2 separate regions of the Mus musculus genome follow, and region 2 is linked to region 1. A link is a contact called in public HiChIP or PLAC-seq data. All regions are on one chromosome and are shown on one strand. The core of a region is the stretch at or near the end of the contact, and the rest is flanking DNA. Distances in the headings are between cores, read along the strand shown. Region 1 holds the start of 4930428O21Rik (RIKEN cDNA 4930428O21 gene). Region 2 overlaps Evi5 (ecotropic viral integration site 5).

The links. HiChIP or PLAC-seq counts read pairs in DNA pulled down with a chosen protein or histone mark.
Region 2: a contact with region 1 is called in a BATF HiChIP or PLAC-seq map of CD8 T cells, with 67 read pairs. The contact joins the enhancer-like site here to the promoter of 4930428O21Rik in region 1. A contact is called at or near these places in 1 of 15 datasets of contacts at CTCF or cohesin (CD8 T cells), 9 of 484 Hi-C or Micro-C datasets (CD4 T cells, CD8 T cells, the G1E-ER4 cell line and 4 more) and 7 of 115 datasets of contacts at active chromatin or transcription factors (CD8 T cells, the HPC-7 cell line, the SCID.adh cell line and 4 more).

Annotation. Positions count from the first base shown.
Region 1 is chr5:107,698,864-107,706,093 of GRCm38.p6, reverse strand. 4930428O21Rik (RIKEN cDNA 4930428O21 gene) reads left to right here and starts at 2,614. Exons shown (of 3, transcript NR_045871.1): 1 at 2,614-2,684; 2 at 3,521-3,845; 3 at 6,539-7,230. RefSeq lists an enhancer at 1,704-7,230.
Region 2 is chr5:107,751,504-107,758,733 of GRCm38.p6, reverse strand. All of the region lies in intron 19 of Evi5 (ecotropic viral integration site 5), which reads left to right. Among named protein-coding and RNA genes, the nearest start is that of Gm42147, 14 kb to the right of the region's middle. Within about 2 kb of position 3,748, at least 49 of the 459 cell types and tissues checked have an H3K27ac peak or open chromatin away from gene starts, as enhancers often do. A contact at or near this core is called in CD8 T cells, T follicular helper cells, bone marrow-derived macrophages and 1 more, where this site is marked.

The sequences.
Region 1 (7,230 bases), core at 1,365-3,864:
CCGTGACGTAGTCAAGTTGGCATGAAGTTGATCATCATGGCCTTCAAACTGCCAGAGTACTTGTCAGAGCAAACAGTTCGCTAGTTGCTGTAGTGCATGCCTGGAAATCTCAGAGCTTACACAATAAAGTTTATTTCTCAAACATCATGGTGGATTTGGGTTGTGTGCACACAGCTGCGTTCACATGCTTGTCATTGAGAAATCTTGACCTCTTCCTTCTTGTGGTGTTCTAGGGAATTCTGGGAGTCTCTCTTTTCTGGATTTCCTGCATTTGGCTAGCTGATAAATGAAGATAGGAAACATGTAAAGATAACATGGGAGCTCTGTCAAGACTGGGTGGTCCTTGGGTCAGTTATGCTCATAGTCGATTGGGCTGCAATGTGACACTCTGACCCCACTGCAAAGGGGGAAACAAAATGTATCCTCCTCTTGTGCTAAGAAAGAGAAAATTGAACTGGAGAACATGTATTCTCTAACCGAGCTCTAAGTGACTTTTAGAAGGTTCATCCTTTCTGGGTACGTTTCCTTTTTTTTTTTTTGTAAACTGAGGAAGATAGACCAATTGCTCTCAAGGGGACTTTCCAGATCTGACCGTCTAGTTCTGTGATTCTATCCAAACCCTGGCTGGGCCCTGGAAACACCCAGTGCAGAGATTGGCTTTTCCCAGCCTAAGCAGAAAGAACATTGAACAGAGACTGTCTCACCCCACAGGATTCTTTTGGGGTTGCATTGTAGTTTCTGGCCTGATGATGTCCTTCAACACTTTGACCCAGGGCCATAGCGTCTCCCCACTTTTCAGCGTGTGTGAATGTGTAATAATATGGCTGTGACGCGTCTTCTATTTTCTTCTCCCTTTCATGTTGTGAAGAGTGGTGATCCTGTGGGGTGCTTTCTAAGATGTGTTTTAGAGAAGGGTGTTGTAGACACCCTGATCCCAGACAAACCTGGGGAGATCACGATAGGCTGGCTTGTGTCAGAGCAACTGCATTTACAAGTTATCTTCATGTAACTCCTGATCACCTTGTTCCCAGAAATAATGACTCTGAGACTAATTATTTATTAATGAATGCTTAGGCCAATAACCTTGGCCCTGTTCCCTAAATAGCTTGTACCTCAATTATCTAGTTTGTTCTATTAAGTGTGCCACATGGCTGGTTTATTTATCTGTCTCCTCAGAGTTTCCAGGTGAATCTAGTGAGTCTGACTATTTCCCAGAATCCCTCACCCTCTCTGCCGGAACTCCCACCTCCTATTTCCTGCCTCAGCTCATTGGCCATAGGCTTTTTTTTAATTGACAGGTGATGCTCTCATACATTACGTAGAGATTCTCTCTTCACCTTTATTTTCCTGATGATTTTCTTTTATTTACTTTTTTATAACTCAAGATCATGTCTGTCTTGTTTATTACTACATCTCCAGGGTCTTTATCAGTGCAGGTCAGAAAGTAAATACTTCATGAATAAATATTACCGGGGATGGCATGTAACTCTGGTACCATGTGTATGTAGCATGTATAAGGCCCTGGGTTTAGTCTCCACTACCTCTAAAATTTACCTTAAAAGTTCACCTTAAAAGTTCAGAGCAGTTGGAATTCTGGGCATGGGTATGTTAGGAATACATGCATACATTTCTCTACTTATTAATGGTTTTCTTTTGTGTGTAGTGTGTATACATATGCTATACATGTGCACAGATGTTTGTGTGTAGGCGCCTGTGCATGTAGACATCAGAGGTCTGTGTGGACATCTTCTGTTGTTGTCCACTGAACTTCCTGAGACAAGATCTTTCACAGTAAATCAGGAGCTCATTGGTGGCTAGGCTGGCTGTAAGCCTCCATCTCTCCCCCTACACTGGCAGATGCTAACATACCCACTGCACTTTGGAGATGTCTTCTCAGCTCCACTAATGTTTTTAATCTAATCTAAGCCTACACAGCAGACAGAGGGAAGTTTAGAAGAATGAAGAGGCCAAGAGCAGCCATACTTCATGGGCTAGCCTGGGCTTAGGGTCTCAGAAAGGTTAGAAAGGTTAAAACTAAGAGTTTGGCTGCAGTTCCCTCACATCCCAGTGTCTGTGCTGTGAGTTTGAGTCCTGTGTGTATCACATTGCCAGGGCAGGAATGGGCCAGATTGCACTGGAAGGAACAGCAGTTTACTGCAGAATCAAGCAGGAAGAGTGTGGCTGGCTTGTTCTGGTCTCATGATGTGCAGGAATTAACATTTTGTTGTTGTCCTTTGTTTTGATTTGGGTCTTACGTATCCCAGGCTGTCCTCTTTCTCTCACCCCAAGTCCCAGGATTACTGGGTGTGAAGTTCAAGGTTGTATCCTCTGTTACATGAGTTTGAGGCCAGCCTGGACTACTGTTGTGTTCCCGTACCTGCCACTAACTTTATATTATCAAATAAAAAGGAGTCGGATGGCCCAAAGCTCACTGTCCCTGAAACAAAAGGTGTGATAGATCTTTCCTTAGCTGATGTTTTCAGTTTCACTATGACGTTGTCTCTTCGAAACATCTGGTTTCCTCTACTCACCAATCCTACTCTAAAGATTAAACACAACTCAGAAGCTGAATCTGCAGTGAAAAAGAAAAAAAGAGAGATTACCACATCATACACAGCAAGAGCTTCACTGCTGCAAACCAAGTATGGCTCCCACTGTCACCCAGCACTTGGGAGGCTGAGGAGGTAGAGTTTTAGGAAACCTTGGGGAAATGAAAGGCTGGAAGGCTGAGTGCTGAGTAGGCAGGCAGTGGATGGGTCACCATCATTATGCTTGCTACTGGTATCTTTTTAAATTTGAGACAGGCTTTCGTGTAGTCCAGGCTGGCCTCAAACTCATGTAACAGAGGATACAACCTTGAACTTCACACCCAGTTTATATCGCCTCACTTTAGTAACTACTATCACGTAGTAAAAATTTATACCAAGTGACACAGCAGGGATTTGAGTCCTAACTCAAATTACTGGTCTCATTCTTTAAGGTGAGTGAGCACTGATATTCTCAGTTACATTGCGATAGATTTTAACACTGATCAACTTAGGAATAAATGTCACACATTTCAATAAATCTATTCTAGTATATTCTTCCTGTCAAACAGTTCAGAGGGATATTTCAGAAATCAGCTGCTCACTGCTGATGGAATCCCAGAACCATCTGTTTATCACCTAAATTATTCTTACCTGTGTGATGGAGGTAAGGTGCACAGGATTCTCTGTGTCCTTAAAGAAATACAACTGCCTCCAACACCTGGTCCAGCAGTGTGCTGCTGTCCAGAGACAAAAACTCTACTCTCTTTATTCACTGACTTTTCTCTCTGTGTTTGTATGTGTGTGTTTGCATGTGTATGGTTGATGATTTTTTCTCTGTGTTTGTACATGTAATATGTATGTGTGTGTTTGCATGTATGTGGTTGATATGCGTCTGTATGTGCATACATGTGAAGGCTAGAGGTTGATTTCATGTGTCTTTCTTAATCACTCTGACCTTATATAGTGAAACAGGGTCTCTCACTTGAACCTAGAGCCCACGGATTTGGCAAGTCTGGATAGCCAGCTTGTCCCTGGGATCCTCTGCTCCTCCCGCCTGAGATCTAGCACGGCAAGTGGACTGCCACATCTGCCTGTGGACCTCCACCACATCTGCCTGTGGACCACCACCACATCTGCCTGTGGACCACCACATCTGCCTGTGGACTACTACATCTTCCTATGGACCTCCACCACATCTGCCTGTGGACCACCACATCTGCCTGTGGACCACCACCACATCTGCCTGTGGACCACTACATCTGCCTATGGACCTCCACCACATCTGCCTGTGGACCACTACATCTGTCTGGATTTTATGTGAGTTCTGGGGATCCAAACTCTGGCTCTCGTACCTCAGCCCCTAATCCCTGATTCTTAAACCAGAAATGCAAATGTGTTTTCTTACTGACTGGGGAGTAGGATTATGCATCACACTCCTGACAGCAGTCTCTGTCAGAGAGTGATTTTTAAAATATTTTGTGTGTGTGTGTGTGTGTGTGTGTGTGTGTAGCTCCCTCCCTTTAATATCTGTTTCTAGACTTACATAGACATTTTTTTTTTAATTTTATTTTTCGTCTTTTGGAGACAAGGTCTCATGTAGCTTGGTCTGGCCTTGAATTTTCCACTGTAGCTGAATGATTTTGAATTACGGCTCCTCCTGTCTTTATCTCCCCGGTACTGGGATCACAGGTGTGCGTCACCGTGCCGAGCAGATGTGCTTTTGATTTCAGAGCCCTTGCTATATGTGAAAGAATAGGTGTCATGAAGCTATAGGCCGTGAGTATGCTAATAACATTGAGCAACCCTGGCATCTTGAGCTTAAAAACTGGAGTTTTATTAGGTCTGAAGAGCTGGATCAACAGCTGAGTGCTTCCTGCTATTCCAGGGCGTCTGAGTTATGTTCCCGGTACCATGTTGGGCAGCTCAAAGCTCAAGCCTGTAAGTCCAGCTCCAGGGGATCCGATGCCCTTGGTCTACTGAGTGCTGGCACTCAGGCACACAAACCCACACATAGATACATAATTAAAACCTAAAAACAAGACAACTAGAATTTTATCACTGCCCTTTCTTTCTTTCTTTCTTTCTTTCTTTCTTTCTTTCTTTCTTTCTTTCTTTATTTTTTTCTTTCTTTCTGTCTGTCTATCTGTCTGTACATGTCTGCCCTGACCTTGAAGCCTCATGATTTCTTTATTTGTATTATTGTTATTGTTATTACTACTACTTATTTGCTATGTCTGGAAAGACCTGAAATGTCTTGTAGCAACAACAGAGTAATCGGTTTTGTCTCTCACCCCGCGCTGGGGATGAAAAGCAGCGCCGACCTCCATGACAGCGCCCTCCTTCCCAAGCTCTCGCTTTTGTACAACTGAAATATCAGTACATTGTTACTTCTCTATTTAGAGATTATGTGGTTTCAGTTTTCATGGTGTCCTTGTGGGTTTTTCTGTTTTGCTTGTCCTAAAAATGCCTCTCTTATCATTCCTCCACATAGTCACCACCTTAAGCGCCCTGTTAGCGTATCTCCAGTGGAGTGCGGTTTGATTGTTGACACCTGTTGTCCTTGGGCTGTTCTGAGAAAGCTTAATCAGGCTGTACAAAGAAAGAACATATACCTCTGTGCACCTACCATGTGCACAGGAGTTGCCAGTGTCCTTATGTTTGCACTGTAGATGGGACACTGGAACGCAGGGCTGCTACTTGGTAGTGCTCTGCTTGTGTCAGATAGTCAGTTCTAGATGTCTGGCCCTCTTCCTCCTGATCCTGAGGGAATGGTAATTCCTATTCACAGGGCCATTGTGGGTCTTAGGGAGACATCTTTAAATTTCAGGGGACATTACTATAACTACTAGACTTGTTATTTGTATTTTTAAAATGCACACACATGTATAAGTTAGTGTGTGTGTGTGTGAGGGTGCATGTGTGTGCATGTGGAATCCAGAGGGCTGATGTCATCTTCAAAGATCGTGCTAACATCCTTCAAGGCAGGGTGTCTCATTGACCCACCCAGTGAGTACCAGGGGCCTCCGTCTCTGCCTCTGAGCATCTAGATTACAGAAGCTCATCACTAGGCCTCACATATGCACCTAGATTCTGGGGACTGAGCTTGGGTCCCATGCCTGCAAGGCAAACATCTTATCTATGGAGTTACCTCACCAGCTCTATTTGCATTATTCTCTGATCATATAGCTCTCTCTGTTCTTAAGCATTCTCATACTCTGACTTGGGTATTTGCCCCTTTCCTACCTTCAAATCTTCTTAAAATAAAATAAAATAAAATAAAATAAAATAAAATAAGGAGACAAAGACATGACTCTGGAAATGAAGGCCTGGAAGATTCCCAGCACACAAACTCAGTCACAGCGTCATGACACAATATCTTTAGGGGATCCAACTTATCAGAAAAGTTGCAACCTATGGCCAGCAAGGAGTTTCTAGTTTTTTTGGTTTTTTTTTTGGTTTGGTTTTTTTGAGACAGGGTTTCTCTGTAGCCCTGGATGTCCTGGAACTCACTTTGTAGACCAGGCTGGCCTCAAACTCAGAAATCCGCCTGCCTCTGCCTCCCAAGTGCTGGGATTAAAGGCGTGCACCACCACGCCCGGCTAAGTTTCTAGTTTTTAACTTATTTATTTATTATCTATTTTGTGCCCCCTTCATGTACCTGTGTATGTGAGTGTGTGTGCATGTGTGCATATGCCACATTACAAAATGTGGAGGTCAGAGGACAATTTATAGAACTCAGTTCTTTCCTTCCACTATGTGGGTTCTGAGAGTCAAGCACAGGTTATCAGGCTCAGCAGTTCCTTTATCCACTGAACCATCTTTCTAAGGCCCAGTTGTTGTTGTTGTCTGTGTGTGTGTGTTAATAAATTGACTCAGAGTTTTGCTGTTTAGTCCAGGTTGACCTGGAAGTCACAGCAATCCTCCTGCCTTAGACTTCTGAATGCTAAGATTGCAGCATGAATCAACATCCTGCACAAAGAAATAACTTTTATTATTTATCTTTTTTTAAGTGCATGGTGATGCTCTCGGCTTGGGAGTGAATCACAGCAAGAAAGCCCTGCATCGTAGGTAGCTCTCCTCGGTACATTCCTGACTCTCTTTGGCCAAAGGATGGAAATCTCTGAAGATAATGACTCTTCTGTGACTTCTCTCTTCCTACTTACTTCTGTTGGGTTGAGTTCCCTTGTGGCCTGCTGATTGGCCCTGGCAATGTACCTGTTAGTGGTGGAGGGCAGTTTGGAGAGTTACTTCCACTAAGTTGATAAATGCCCTCCCCCACAACGGTTTTCTAGACTCCAGTCACAATCAACACCTTCTTTCCAAATTCCCCAACCACATTGTTCAGGAAGCAGAAGCATCTAGAAGCCACAGGGAACTGTTGGACTCAACCTGTAGAAAACTGGATGGAGGTTAGCTAGCCCTCCCTCCCGGGAGCTCCGACCTACTCCAGGGTGAAGAAAGCGAACTTGTATTGTGTAAATTGTACCCAGCACTGTCTCAGGAAGTACCGTAGCTTCCTGATTGTGAATGCAGATAATAAAGTGTAAGGCCGTAGCGGCTAAGGACGAAAGCCACCAACCCACCAAAATGTAGAAAATGACATTTCTAAGCCTCAGGTGCAGGAGAGTCACTATAATGGTTAGGAGGCCTCAGGCAAGGAATTGGTTTCCTGTCTTAAGCAAAGATCACTGGGAGCTTTGAG
Region 2 (7,230 bases), core at 2,499-4,998, 52 kb before region 1:
CAAAAAACCAACTAACCAACCCAAAAAAAAAAAAAAAAAAAAAAAATATATATATATATATATACACACACACACACATACATACACACACACAAAAGCTTTCAGTTTCAGTATAAAAAGATGAATAATTCATTTATTATAAGCAAGTGAAGGATATCAGTTGGGCGGTGGTGGTTCACACTTTAACCCAGCGCTAGCTCAGGAGTCAGAGGCAGATGGAGCTCTTTGAGTGTGAGGCCAACTGGTCAACATAGTGAGTTCTAGAATAGCTAGAGCTACACAGAGAAACTCTGTCTCGACTCCCTTCCCCTAAAAAAAAATACTTCAGTAGAGTATTTGCTAAAATAATCTACAAATGGCCAATAACCACAAGAAAAAAAAGTTCAGCATCATTAACCATCAAAGAAATGCAAATCAAAACTACAGTAAGTTTCTGTTTTATACTAACCAGGAACATATAAGGATATAATTAAAATTGACAAAGATGTGGAGAAATCTGAACTCTGTACATGGTAAGTGGGAAGAGAAAATGATACAAATACTGGAAGATAATGCTTCATTTTCTCAAATTGCTAACCATACTTACCATCTTGCCTGGAAGTTCCACTTTTGTCTTTATACCCAAGAAAAATGAAATGTCTACACTGAGACATGTGCATGAATATTTATAACAATTTTTTGCAGTACCCAGAAAATAAAACCAGTCCAGATATCTGTCAGCTGATAAGTGGAGAGGTGCAGCATGTCATACAATGGAAGGGGCTAGGTAACAGAAGAATATAATACTGATGTGCACTGTAGCACAGACCAGAGTGTAAGAACTCAGTCACAGAGGGCCACACACACTCAGTGATGCCACTTACATAAGAAGCACAGAATAGGAAGATCTGTAGAGACAGCCACAGATTAGTGGTTACCTGGAGTTGAGGAGAAGGTGGCAGGCAGCCAGGGCATGGATGGCAGCTGAGAGTATGCAGTGTGTGTGTTTATTTGGGTGATGACAGTATCCTCAGATTGTGTGTGGAGATCTTTGTGCAGCTCTATGGCCATGAGAAAACCTGTTCAAACATGTGGGCTGCTGTGTCTCTGTACCCCTACCTGCTTTTTTTTCCTTTATTTTGAGACAAAGTTTCACTATGTAACCAAGGCTGGCCTCTAATTTAAATTCTCCCTCCCAAGTTCTTGGATTATAGTGTATGTGCCAGTACATCTACTGACTCAATAGCCATATTTGAAAATTGATATTATTTGCCTTTTGAAAATTCCCAGAGTTGTATGAATGGAACTTATTAAAGTGTTTAAAGGTACTTTGTACATAGATATTATTTGTACATCTTTTGAGAATGTATTCATAACTATATCAAGTATCTTGAGTGTTCTGGTACCTTGAAAAGTTCAAGACGACTGTCACTGACCTACTAAAAGAGACCATGACAATTAGCAATGAGCAGTTGTAATGTGTCAGACTCAGACTTGGATCTTGCTTTTCTGTTAACATTGTTTACCATCCCTCGTTCAGTTTTATTTGTGGCTAGTTAGGTTGTTTGTGGCTGCCTAAACAGATTAGTAGAGGACTTGCAACACTGCCAGGTGACTCCCTAGCTGTGTTAGTATGGGCAAATTTCTTGTCCCTCAGTTGCCTTGTTGGAATTAGTGGTGGAAATTGAAGTCACACCAGAAAGGCACTTCAGACAATGCCAAGGATTAATATGTCCCCGTCAAGTCAGTAGACCATAAAAGAAGTGTATGTTAAGATGATTAAGTAACTGCAATGGCATGACTTGCTGCTCTATGGTTCATGAAGCTTTTTCACTCCTTGGCGTAAACTGAGATTCTTCATAGTTTATTCCCTGCTTCTCTCCTTTTATCTCACAAGACCTAGATCCAGCCACACAAAATTCTTTTAGTTTCTCAACACGTAAAGTGCTCTCAGGCCTGTCTCTCACCATGTCACCTATACTTGAATTTCTCCTTGAACACCTGCTTATCCTTAAAGACCCGGCTCAGCCTTGTCCTTCAGCATCCTCCCTCCTGGACAGTGCCCGGCTTCTCCTGTGGACTTTTTGTGCCCTGGTGTGATACTCCAACATCAGATGCAGTCTCTTCTGCCTGACACAAGGTCTCTGATGGCAGGAGCCTTGCTTGTTTTGTTCTCCTTCAGTTTGCCAGCATCTGGTGCACTGTTTGTGGGTACACATTGGCTTGATCTGATTGATAAAAGCCCATCATATAGCTCCAGCAATTCCTGTTAACATAATTCAGTCCAGTCAGAAGAGAAAGACTTCATGAGGTCATCTTGCTAACAGTCTGAGGGTTTTTTTAATGCTTCATCTAAAGGTTAAATCAAATGAAATATTCATAGTGCTTTGATCTAGCCTTAAAAGTGCAGACTGAAACAAGTGTGAAGTGATTTATTTCCTGTGAGTGGTCATACATTTACATAGAACCTCATACATGCCTAACCTCATCGCCACTGACATTACACAGCTGTCTAAATATTGCTAATGGTTTCAATTGTGTGAAGATCCATCAGCTGCCAGGAAGAAGACCTTCAGCAGTAGTCTCTCTTTGCTTACCCACAGGACTGTGTAGAGCTTCCTTAGTGTGACAGTCTGTAGATGGCTCCCTCCCTTCTACTCTGGACGGGATCAGGTTCTCCAATTCCAAACTTTCTGCCTTTCACATGTTGGTACACAGATCTTCCCTGCTTCTGAATGTGAATTAACCATTGTTTTCAGTGTTTTTAAATGACTTACCTAATGCTGTGCTTGCTTGCTTGCTTCCTTCCTTCCTTCCTTCCTTCCTTCCTTCCTTCCTTCCTTCCTTCCTTCCTTCCTTCCTTCCTTTCTTTCTTTCTTTCTTTCTTTCTTTCTTTCTTTCTTTCTTTCTTTCTTTCTTTCTTTCAAGTTACTAGTGTTTCAGTGAAGTGTCTCAGTATTTTAACCTAGACAATTTCTTAAGTATTGCATCTTAGGATTTTGGATTTTGGCATACAGTGATTAAGAAGTCCCGATCTCCAGATGATCACTTTTATTGGTTTCCTATTTGAGTATTCTGGAAATCTTTTGGTTTGGGTGCTTGTTTCTAGTTTTAATCTCTGTTGTGTTTATAATACAGTTTTTTGGTTTGGTTTGGTTTTTTTGTTTGTTTTGTTTTGTTTTGTTTTTTGAGACAGGGTTTCTCTGTATATCCCTGGCTGTCCTGGAACTCACTCTGTAGACCAGGCTAGACTCAAATTCAGAAATCCACCTGCCTCTGCCTTCCGAGTGTTGGGAGTAAAGGCATGCGCCACCACGCCCGGCACAGTTTTTTAAAAGAAGCTGATAATTAAGAAAAATTTGGGGCCTGGCTGTATGTACGTTATAATTTACAATTCCTGTGCCTAGGAGATCAGGGTAATCCTCAGCTTGGCAGGTGAAAAAAAGAAAGAAAATATATCATGCAATTACCTATTTTCATTTGTTTTCAATTCTGAAATCTGGAAAAAGCTATTAAAGTATTAAGTATTCTATAGAGAATCCAACAAAATAGATGTGTAGAACTTAGCTGCACGTGTGACTGTCCATGTGACTATCATGCTTGATGCCCGCTTTCCTATATGAAGCATAATGTATAGCTAGTTATTGGTGTTGAGTATTGCTACACAAATGTTATTCAGCTTAAAAAGATCTGTGCTTTACAGACACTGATACACAAAGGCAAATGTACAGATGGAGCTCTGCAATCTGATATGACTCAACCTTGGAAACTTACTGCAACTGTTTGCTGCTCACATGACTCACTTCAATAGTTCAGACCTTGTCTAGGAGTGATCAAAGTTCATTTGGTTAGGGGTTTTTTTGGTATGCGGATGGCTTTTTCCACTTTGTTGTGGATTGATTGTCTTTCAAAATACCCAGTGCTCTTTCCTCATTTTTAAATCTCAGAATGTGGAACTTGTCTGGACCATGCAATCTCTGCTCACACATGGAGAAGTTAGTTTAACTTGAATAATATACATCATTATCTATAAAATGCCATATAAATGTTTTTATTAATATCTTACTAATTGTGAGAATTACTTTGTTTAGATGTCAAAATTGGAAAAATGCCATTCATGTCTCTTTAAAATCAAGTAAAAATGAACTCTAGTTCTTGATAAGTTAATGATATTCTAGAATGTGCCGTAAAAAATGCAAACACAGAGAGAACATGTTATCTCCCTTGACTCCGGGGGCACTTGCCCAGGTTACCGGATTTTCTCAGCACAGATTTCTCTGCTACTTAGTATTGGTCTCTATCTAGAAGCTTCAAAACTCTGAAATTAGGTCAATTGTTTGTTTTACAAAGAAATTTAGCATACTGTGGCTTAGTTTCTAGAGTAGACTGATGGTAGTTCTAAAATACTTACATGTACTTAAAATCTCTGCAGATTCTTCCTATTCGAAAATTTTAGTGCCAATCTTAATGTGAAATAGTTGTAGTTGTTGCTACTAGCTTTTGGTGTTTGAGTTTTCACTATCATGCAGTTAGAAACTCTGCTGCTTCCTGTCAAAGCCTAACTAAATTCATCAGACTATGAACATAACAGTTTCCTGTTTTCTTATTAACTATACAGCATTTTGTGCCTTATTCTTTGTGCGTTATAGATCTCATTACCCTCCTTTGTCAGTGCCAAATTGTTGGGGTTTCCATGCTCACAGAGAAAGCCTGAGTTCTGATTTCTCTGTGTTAGTGCAGGACTAAGGTTTTATTAATTTTTAAAGTTGTGATAAATGTGTCCAGTATCTTAAATGTTGTTTATATACATTCTTCATGTTCTTACTTCTACTCTGTTTCTTCACGCATAACATGATGAAGTAGTGCACATCAGGTAAGAAGCAGCGCCCTCCCTCCTGCCCCGCTCCCCGTGTGTTTCCGTCTGTCTGATTGCTGATATTTGCATCTAACATGGAAATGGGTGGCATGAATGTGCTCAGGGCCTGTCCAAAATTCTACCAGCTTTTTAACGTAGTTCACGTCTTACTGAATCAGAATGCTAAATTATTCAAAACTGATTTTAAAATCATCCCTGTAGTCCAAGGACTAAAGATAGAGATAAAATATATGTCTAGTAACAAATGTTTTGTGCTTTTCTGGAAAGCTTCCGTAGAATGTAAAACTCCAGCATCAGACCTGTCTATGTTCTCAACCATGGACAAGGACCTGGGTTCAGAACCCAATGACTGAATGAATAAATGAATTCTTTTGTTTTTTTGGTTGAGATAGGGTTTCATTTTATTGCCCAGGCTGGGGTTACAGGTCTGTGCCACTGCACTTGGCTAGTAAGTTGGTTTTGTTTGTTATTTTATAAGTTGGGTTGCATGTAAGCAGTGCTTTTTTTGCTTTTATCACTGTCAAGGATCAACTTGCGAGGCAGCTCTGAATCACATTTGAGTATGTGGGAGTTTTTTATATTTTTATTCTACATGTATGACTGCTCTGCCTGCATATATGTGTGCCTGCATATATGTGCATATATGTGTGACATTATGTGCATGTCTTATGGCCATGGAGGCCAAGAGAGGATGTTGGATCCCCTGAAACTGAAATTACAAATGATTATAAGCTACCATGTGGGTGCTGAGAACCAAACCCAGGACCTCTACAAGAACAGCAAGTGTTCTTAACCACTGAGCCATCTCTCCAGCCCCCTCTATTTCTTGAGACAGGGTCTCTAATGGGGCATGTCTCCACCCTCTCCTTGTGATAGGGCTGTAGCTGTGTTCCACCACATCAACTTTTAATGCATGCTAGGACATGAGCTCAGAGCCTTGCACTTGTGTAACAAGCAGTTTACCTACTGACCCATCTCTATAGGCCCCAGGGCTGTGCTTTCAGTAAAGACACGCAATGTGCCTGGTGCTGTGGTACATATTTGACTCTCAGCAGCTGAGAAGAGGAGGGAGGAAGACCAGCTTAAGATCATCTTCAGCTGCAGGCACTAGTCAGTTAAAGGACCAGGTAGTAAACATGAAGGCGAACCAGAAGTGAAATTTCCAGGCAGTGCTAAGGGTATGAACTCTTACCACCTTTCTGGCTCATAGCTTAAACATGGAAGTCAAAGTTCTTAAGAATGGTGTGACCCTTGTGCTGGATTTTATGCTTCTTAATGTACATCTTAAAGAACTGACCAGGCACCTCTGAGAGCTGTGTGCTCAGAAGTATTGTAGTTTCTTAGAATGGGGGGAGGGTGCAGGGTGTAGGAGAGAAATTTCCCATCAGGAGGATTGTTTAAGCAGATCATGGTGCATGTCTAAAAGAGGCACCACTCAACCATCAAAGATGGTGAGACTAAGAAGTATGGAGGTGAACCACCAGGTGGGAAGAAGGCTGTAAGGCTAGTCACATATTGACCAGTAAGCTTAGACTTATCTGAAAAGATTTTATAAATGTTAATATTTGTCTTAGGATTATAGGCTGTGGAATTGCTTTGTTTTCTAGCTTGCCTTTAGTTGATATGTTATTTATATAATAAGTTTATAATAAAACTAAAGGCATAATGAAGGCAGTGTTGGCAGTTACCTGGCAGCTTCTTTTTATGTAGAGCATGTCCTCACAAGAATGAAATGACTGTAAGTATACATATCTGTAGGTGTGTAGTTGTCGGTATACATATCTGTAGGTGTGTAGTTGTTGGTATACATATCTGTAGGTATGTAGTTGTCCATCCCCTCTGTTGTTTTGTCCTGCTCCTCTTAGATGTTGAATTTATACCTCTGGTAATATTTGACTGTTTCAGTTTTAAGACTGAGGAATAAGCACAGGTTCAAGCCAGGCAGGTCTCAGCAAGGGGGGAGTGGACACAAACTCTCACCCCAACCAAGAAACAACCTAACATCGACACCCACTTGCAAAGGAAAAATTCATTTTCTCCATTGGGTCTATTAACCACACTTAAGGGCAGGATCCATGCCTAGCAGTAAATAGCCAACACAGAAGAACTCAATGGTGGTTTTGTCTCACTTGCTTTGTTTGGGCTTTCTATGTCTTACTGATCTTTTGCTTGTTTATTATGGTTTCTGATTTTGTGTTTTTATAGTGTGTGTGTACATGCATGTGCGAGTGTGTGAGTATGTGAACGTGTGAGCATGTGAGTGCATGAGCCTGTGGGTGTGTGGTGTGTGTGTGTGGGTGTGTTTCTTATGTTTTCTCTCTCTTTCTAATTCTGGTTTGTTTGCTTTTTTTGTTTGCCTGTTTGTTTTCTAGAGG